2 separate regions of the Zea mays genome follow, and region 1 is linked to region 2. Evidence: chromatin contacts called from public Hi-C data. All regions are on one chromosome and are shown on one strand. The core of a region is the stretch at or near the end of the contact, and the rest is flanking DNA. Distances in the headings are between cores, read along the strand shown. Region 1 holds the start of LOC100194290 (Phenylalanine--tRNA ligase chloroplastic/mitochondrial). Region 2 holds the start of LOC109941975 (RING-H2 finger protein ATL67).

Region 1 (3,981 bases), core at 885-3,384, 170 kb after region 2:
AGCAATGCCGGCGTCGTCGTCGCCGTCAAGAAGCTCACCCCGAATAGCGTCCAGGGCCTGCAGGAGTGGCAGGTGCGTGGCAGGATCGCTTCTTCCTTTCGTTCTGTTTTGATGAAATCGAGTCTTAATAATTAAACACAGTAGCAGACCACTGAATCTCCTTTTTTTTCTTGCTTGTTAGTTTGACTTGAGATTAGAAAAGGGCCTAATGTTTCCAGCACCAAACAAAATTAGCAATGAACATACAACATTTTGGTGGATAAGTTCTTAGGTAAGGATAAAGCAGATGCTGAAGGTCGAGAGATGCTAAACTGCATGAACTGAATTCTAGAATGCTAAGTGTAAGTTTTGAATAATATTGTTTCCTTGTCATCTAGAACCACAATGCATTGAACTTAAAGCACAGTATAGAAAGGAAGGCACAATATGCCTTTGGATTTTCTTCATTCCAATTGACAGCAGAGAGTAGAAAGGATGGAGCCCTATGATACACAGCTGGGGCTCATGGCCTCTCGGCCTTCTCTGGGGTGTGTACATGCCTTATGGTTGTCTCCTTTATCTTTGTATCCAATGTTCTAGATGGTAGACTGCCTGAAATAAGGCATACTACGTCAAACCATATAAACCTGATTTTTTGCATGTTTAGTCTAATGAACAGTCATGTACCTGGTGTTAGAACTTCGCCATACAAATAAAAGAGGGGGGCTCTTCAGTCAAGTCAACAGTTGGCAGCACTTGTCGCAACACAAAACTTTTGCCTGACTGTTTCTACAGAAATAGGTTCTGTCATACATATTGCTGAGGCTATCAGGAAGGATCTACTCATAAGAGAAATATTAATTATGTTTCCACGGATATGCTGCCTTGATAGAACAAAATTGTTATGGACAGTTCTAACCTTAGATTTGTGGCAGCTTGTTGACAATATTTTTCAGGTAAACCCCTTTCGATTAATAGTTGCGAAGAAGGGGTAGTTCATGCTAGGCGATGTGGCGAAAGCATGCTGATAGAACGAAATTGTTATGGACGGCGATGTGGCGGAAGCATGCTAGGCCTGCTCCACAGGCTCCTCTCGGTGTGCGACGGTGTCTGGTCCACCTCGTCGGCCCTTGGTGCTGTGACCTCCTTCGGGGACAACTCTAAGGGCTGTGACAGCCTATTCTGGTGGCAAGACCTCGCGCGCTGCTGGTCCACCTCGTCGGCCCTTGGTGCTACGACCTCCTCCGGGGACAACTCTAAGGGCTGTGACAGCTAGGGGTGGGCATTTTAAAACCGAAAACCGAACCCAAACCGACCCCGAATAGACCGAGTTGTCGGTCTATTCGGGTTTTCGGGTTCGGGTTCAGTTCCTATATGTGCTATATTTCGGGGGTATGGGTTCGAGTTCGGTTCCTAACCTTTAAAACCCGAATAGACCGAATAACCCGAAATATGAAAAAGCTCTTAATATGTGATGATATTATTATATGATTTATGAACTTATTAGCTAAAATAATGATATCATCTTAATGATAGTATATATATCTCTCTATGCTATTTTTTATAGTTACTTGTTGTAATAATAGTAATTTGAATTATTTATTTATTGTATATATTTTAACAAAAGATACTAGTCTCTCTACTATTCGAGTCTATTCGGTGGACCGAATAGACCGAACCGAAATTGTGCGTCTATTCGGGTTCGGTTCCTAAAATAATTTTGAAAATTTCGGTTCTATTTTTTCAGAACCCGAAATTTCAGAAACCCGAATAGACCGAACCGAATTACCCTAATAGACCGAATGCCGAGCCCTAGTGATAGCCTACTCTGGTGGCACGACTTCGCGGTGCCATGCTGGCAACGTCTCCATCATCATCGCCTAGGCCAACCTGGTGCTTGAAAACCTTTCTTATAACAGTGTAATACACATTTGTATATAAGTTATTATGATATTATATGTTCCCGTTGCATCGCACGGACATTTACCTAGTAAGATTATATAATCTATATAAAACAAGCTAGATTATATAATCATATAGAAAAATAAACACCTTTAACCAACAACTAGGCTGATAAAAAAGAGCATAAATAGTGATTCGAATTCCACCTGGAGCATGTTTGAATCTATAAATAATGCTAAAATCTAACATTCACTTTTAGCTCAACTTTATTTTTGCAGCACCATTATTTCTTACACTTCTCGTCTTCTTCCCCTTTCGCTTTCACTCTTCCTTTGCAGCTCACACTCACAAGAATCCCCCGCGTCGCAGACATGCGGCCGCTTATCCGAACCGCTCGCTGCTGGCTCCTCCGCGCGCGTGTTCGCGGCATGGCCACGCTTCCAATGGCGCTCTCCCCCGCCGCCATTTCCCCCTTCACCACCCTCCCCCTCTACTATTCTTCGCGTCCTCACCGCCGCCTCCTCGCCCGCTTCTTCTCCGTCGCTTCGGCACCGGGCGGAGCGAAAGGGCACCGACCGGCGGCCTCCGCCGTTGAGGTGGGCGGCGTCAAGATCGCGCGCGAGGGTGAGTAGGGGCTCTCGGGGCCCAAGCTTTGACGATGTAAAGGCGGGATCTTGGTAGGATGGCAGGGGTTTTGAGCAGGGTTTGCTTTGGTTGGATTGCTTCTACTTTTCGCGAGATAGGATTTGAGAGTTCAAATACGCTATGTTTGGTCTACTACTGGTAGGGTTTTGGGAGGTTCCATTCATTCATGGTGCATTGGAGATATCATAATGACTATGTGATATCCTGATCCCAGCGGATTCAGGAACGGATTAAAAGGGGGCTAAATTTTTTAAACTGAACTAAGATAAAGCTAAATGATATCATTCTTTATGTCCATAAAAAACAAGAACCTATAAAAAGAGAATTTTTGTTGTACACGGCTCTTATTAGTCTCAAGTGTTGTGTTAAAATCATCTTTTTTATGAGAAATATGTACATCCTATCTCTATAAACATAAATATTAATTTGAATTGATGGAACAAAATTAATTAATATCTAAAAACAACTGCTCGTGTGTATTGGTGTCTGCTATCCTGTAATTGTGCTATGCGCTGCTCTGCTTGTGTTGCGTGCTGCACTCCTTACGCAGATAGTGACACACGGAGGGCTGTGAGCGCGATCTGGGCGCCCGATTTTTTTGTATTTTAATCTTTTTTTTGAAAAATGTTCATGTTTAGACCCTTAAATAACTTAATCTCATTTTTGGACCCTTTAGTCGGCGCCGTAGGCTGTGGCGTCGAGATAACACGGCTCGGCGCCACAGATCTTGGCGTCGAGGTGCGTGCTCCGCTGGCGAGAGAGGCTGACACGACGCTGACGTGGACGAGCTCGGCGCCATGAATCATGGCGCCGAGCTCCAGTCACCACAAGAGCTCAACTTGTTCGCTGCGTCACTTAGTGTTTCAATTGAAACGACATTTCGTCTTCCTTGGTCCACAGTCGTCTGCTCCACCTGCTCCTTCCTGGAACCTTCTCCTCCACAGTCCCTGCAGAAGTTCCGTTTCCCAGTCTGTTTTCTTGAAGGAAAAGCTTCGACCAATCAAATTCAAAGATCTCTTGTTTTAAGCATGGCATCCCATCCATGTCTACCGTCACTAGTGCAGTGAGCGACTAGGACTAATGTGGTACGCTGTGCACACGCAGTCGCCGGCATAAAGATCCAGCTTCTTCTTTAACCGCCTCCCGTCCAGGGACCCGACCATGGCCGCCGAGCCGGCGGATGTCGGTGACTCCGATTCCTTCTCCCCGTCGGACTTCCTCAACCTTGGTCCCCCAACGCCTCGCCTCGAGAGCCCCGCCCTGCAGCTCAGCAGCTGCACGACAACGATGACGACCTCGTGCTCCCCTTCATCTCGCGCATGCTCATGGAAGAGGAGACGAACGACTTCTTCGAGCAGTACCACCCAGACCACCCCGTGCTGCTCCAGGCCCAGCAGCCCTTCACTGACATCCTCGCTGGCGCCGCCGACGATGACGGCAGTCGAGGGACCTCTG
Region 2 (3,562 bases), core at 460-2,959:
AAGATTCCTTTATGCATGGTTTACGCATCTTTATCCATATATATATGCATTCGTATATTGCCTTACGCGCTTATCGTCCTGGATTCTTGGCTGTTAACTGCATGGCTGTGCGGGTGCTGGGTTGACCGCGTCCTGGCTGGGGCTTCCATTAGTAGGGGAAGCCCAGGGCTTCCATTACCTCTTCCCTATATATATATATATATATATATATATATATATATATATATATATATATATATATATATATATATATATATATATATATATATAAACATCTCAAATACTAAATATAATAAAATTTGATAAAATTATAAATACTATTTATCAAACATTATTTTAAAATTTATAAAAAAATCACTAACATATGAATAATCAAAGTACATAAAATTAATATTTTGTTAGCCATATTAAAGATAACTTTGTATATAAAAATGTTAATCACATAGATGAGATTTAAATAGTTTAAATAAGATATATTTTTGTTATATTAAAGTTGATATTATTTATATTACTAATTAGTCATATATATAAATTTTAAATGATTTTATACGTACCTTGTTATCTACATATACGAATAATATCAAGTATCTACTATATATTTAAGAGTAAATTACATTGTCGGTCTTTAAAACTGTAACATTGTATCATACTGATTCCTAAACTCTCAAAATGTACATACATGTCTCTAAACTTGTAAAATTGTATTATCTCTCTAAACTTTCAACATGCATATTTTGGTCTTTTATATTTGTATGGTTGTGTCATCTAAATCTCTAAACTTTTTTTGGTGTTATCAAAGGTCTAAATTATTTAGACATGTGATGACACCAACAATTAAAGTATAGAGACCAGAATGTGCATGTTGAGAGTTTAGGGATCAAGACGATACAACTTCATAAGTTTATGGATCTAGTTGTGTACTTTGTGAGTTTATCGATCAGGATAAAACAACGCTATAAGTTTAAAGACATACATATTCTATATTTAAATATGAATGTGAAACTAGCAAGAGAATAGTTATAGAAATCATATAAGAATATACATTAAAATGAAGAGAAATAGGGATCCTGAATATGTGACGTGTGTGTGCCTACTCCATGCACATGGATATATGTATTTTATAAGTTTAGGACCTTTGGTGACATGCTCTGCGAACTTTAGGAATTGATTCAGGCTGTCCGCAGTGAGGGACTCTACCCGGAACTGCGCCTGGGTAGAGTCCAAGTTTTGCTGCAGCGGCACACTCTACCGCGAACTGCAACTATTCCGAGGAGGCCTCGAACTCCAAATATGGCGTCGTGCTCTATCCTCTCTCTTTCCTCCACGCTGGCAGCCCGAACAAGTGCCCTGGAGGACTGCCATCACCGGTACAATAAAAAATGGTAAAATAATAGGTAGTTGTGTAGGGTTGAGATATGGAGTAAATATGACTGCGGATGATTGTGATATAGAGTAAAGAATTTTGCTGACAAGAACAAAATATTTCTTTTAAAGTAGAAATTTAGAGTTATATGAGTGCGGACAGCCTCAGCACCGTTGGTGCCAAGTCAGCAGTCTAGATCCGTTTGGACCTATGAGGTAGTTTGTTCCAAGTTTGAAGATCTGAACATGTATTTTAGGGTCTAGAATTCTAGTCCAAACTGTATTTCTACAGTGTTTTTGGGAACAGCCCACACTGCTACCACTCCGCCGTTCTCCTTCCCCATCTATTCTCCAGCAGCGCGAGCACGAACAGAGAGAGCAATTCACGTCCCCGCCATTAAATGCAATAAATGCAGCCGCTCGAGCCGCGCACCCACCCCGCCAGATCTGAATTCTGAACCCCGCGACAAGGCAAATATCACCGGTTCACCACGCCACCTCCAACATTTACTCCCCCACCCCCACCCCCACGCGGCCTCGATTCCAACTTCCACCCAGTGATCCAGGGCATCGGCATCCACCACCACCGACCGTGCGTGCGCGGCGGTCCGCCAATGCCATTCCGCCGCTCCCTCGCCACTAGGGACTCGCCACCGCGATGTCCTTCCTCTCCTCGCTCTCCAGCCTCGGCCTCGGTTACTCCATCGCCATCGCGCTCGGCTTCCTCGTCCTGCTCGCCTCCCTCCTGCTGGCTTTCTACTTCTGCTTCGGCCGCGGCGGGGACTACTGGGCCGGAGAAGCAGCCACCACGGCCTCCAGCTCCGGCCACCTCTCCATCACCGTCCCGCGCGTGCTCTTCGTCGCGGAAGGGTCCGAGTCCCCCGACGCCGACGCCGCTTACTCCTCCGCCGCCGTCGCGGCCTGCTCACCCGTCGGGCTCGATGCCGCCGCCATCGCGTCCTACCCCAAGGTCCCTTTCTCCTCCAGCGGGGCCACCGACGCCGACGCCATGTGCTCCATCTGCCTCAGCGAGTACAGGGACGGCGAGACGCTGCGCGTGATGCCCGAGTGCAGGCACGGCTTCCACGTCGCGTGCCTCGACGCCTGGCTGCGGCGGAGCGCGTCGTGCCCCGTCTGCAGGTCCTCCCCCATCCCGACGCCCAACTCCACGCCGCTCGCGACGCCGCTTTCCGAGCTCGTCCCGCTCTCGCAGTACGCCGCCGACCGGAGGCGCCGCAGGTGATGGACATACTGGTATATTTACAAAAATTTGTTTGGATGTGAAGTTATGATGGGTTGCTTGAGTAGTTGACTGTGGGGTTGCTTTTAGGATATATTTTACAAAAAAAATTGTTTGGATGAAAATCACAGCTACCTCGACTAGTTTTTTGTGATTTTGTAACGTAGAAGAAGCAAAAGTTGGAGCAAGGGATAAGTGTAAATACAGATTGCCCGAGTATCTCCTGGTGATTTACACTCTACGAGTACATTGCTACTGAAACTATGGCTAGATGGATTGTAGAGAATTGGTGTCCCAGTGTCAACGAGCGACGTGTAGTATTTTTTTTAATCCCAACCCACCTGATCCCATAAAACTGTGCGCAAGCTAATTAAGCCACAGAAAAAAAAAACTGGGCACATGAGATTTGTAGCTCCGGATCACTGGTCGGATGGTTGGTGAGCTGGAACATCAATGCTCATGAGCTAAACGAATGTTGATTTGTCTGCTATCTTCGTTGCCAAGTTGGCATGTGAACATGTCTGTCCTAAAATTACTCGATCGGTTACTCTGTGAGCCTCTGAATAAATATCATCATCAAACATCAATCTGTATATATGTTCATGCTATGCTAATAAAATTCGTGGGTTCATGCACTGACGAAAATCCTGATCCAGCCTGCTATCATGTTGCTTCGAACACATTATCATATATGATACAAAAGTCGCTATGTGGTAGACGTTTGATTTTTTACTAGAATTGCGTTTGTTTTTTGTTCGCATGCAGTAATGTCAGAAAACGATCTCTTTTTGTACGCATTCCTTCCCTGTCGCATATTGTACATCTGTTGCCTAGTCAATACATAGCGGTACGGTTTGAGGGCATATACAACCTTCTTCTGAGGATTTTCGAAAAGGATCATGCCATGTGTTTCTCCTATGCCAGAATGTTGCTTTCGCTGTTGTTCCAGCTTGTGTTGTA

What was found. A called contact is a pair of places that touch in the nucleus more often than the background predicts.
Region 1: a contact with region 2 is called in a Hi-C map of tassel, with 1.5 times the contacts expected there. The contact joins the promoter of LOC100194290 here to the promoter of LOC109941975 in region 2. A contact is called at or near these places in 3 of 25 Hi-C or Micro-C datasets (leaf and tassel).

The regions. Positions count from the first base shown.
Region 1 is chr8:182,149,167-182,153,147 of Zm-B73-REFERENCE-NAM-5.0, forward strand. LOC100194290 (Phenylalanine--tRNA ligase chloroplastic/mitochondrial) reads left to right here and starts at 2,135. Exons shown (of 10, transcript NM_001139329.3): 1 at 2,135-2,505. The coding sequence starts at 2,253.
Region 2 is chr8:181,976,540-181,980,101 of Zm-B73-REFERENCE-NAM-5.0, forward strand. LOC109941975 (RING-H2 finger protein ATL67) reads left to right here and starts at 1,710. Exons shown (of 2, transcript XM_020543274.2): 1 at 1,710-2,601. The coding sequence starts at 2,021.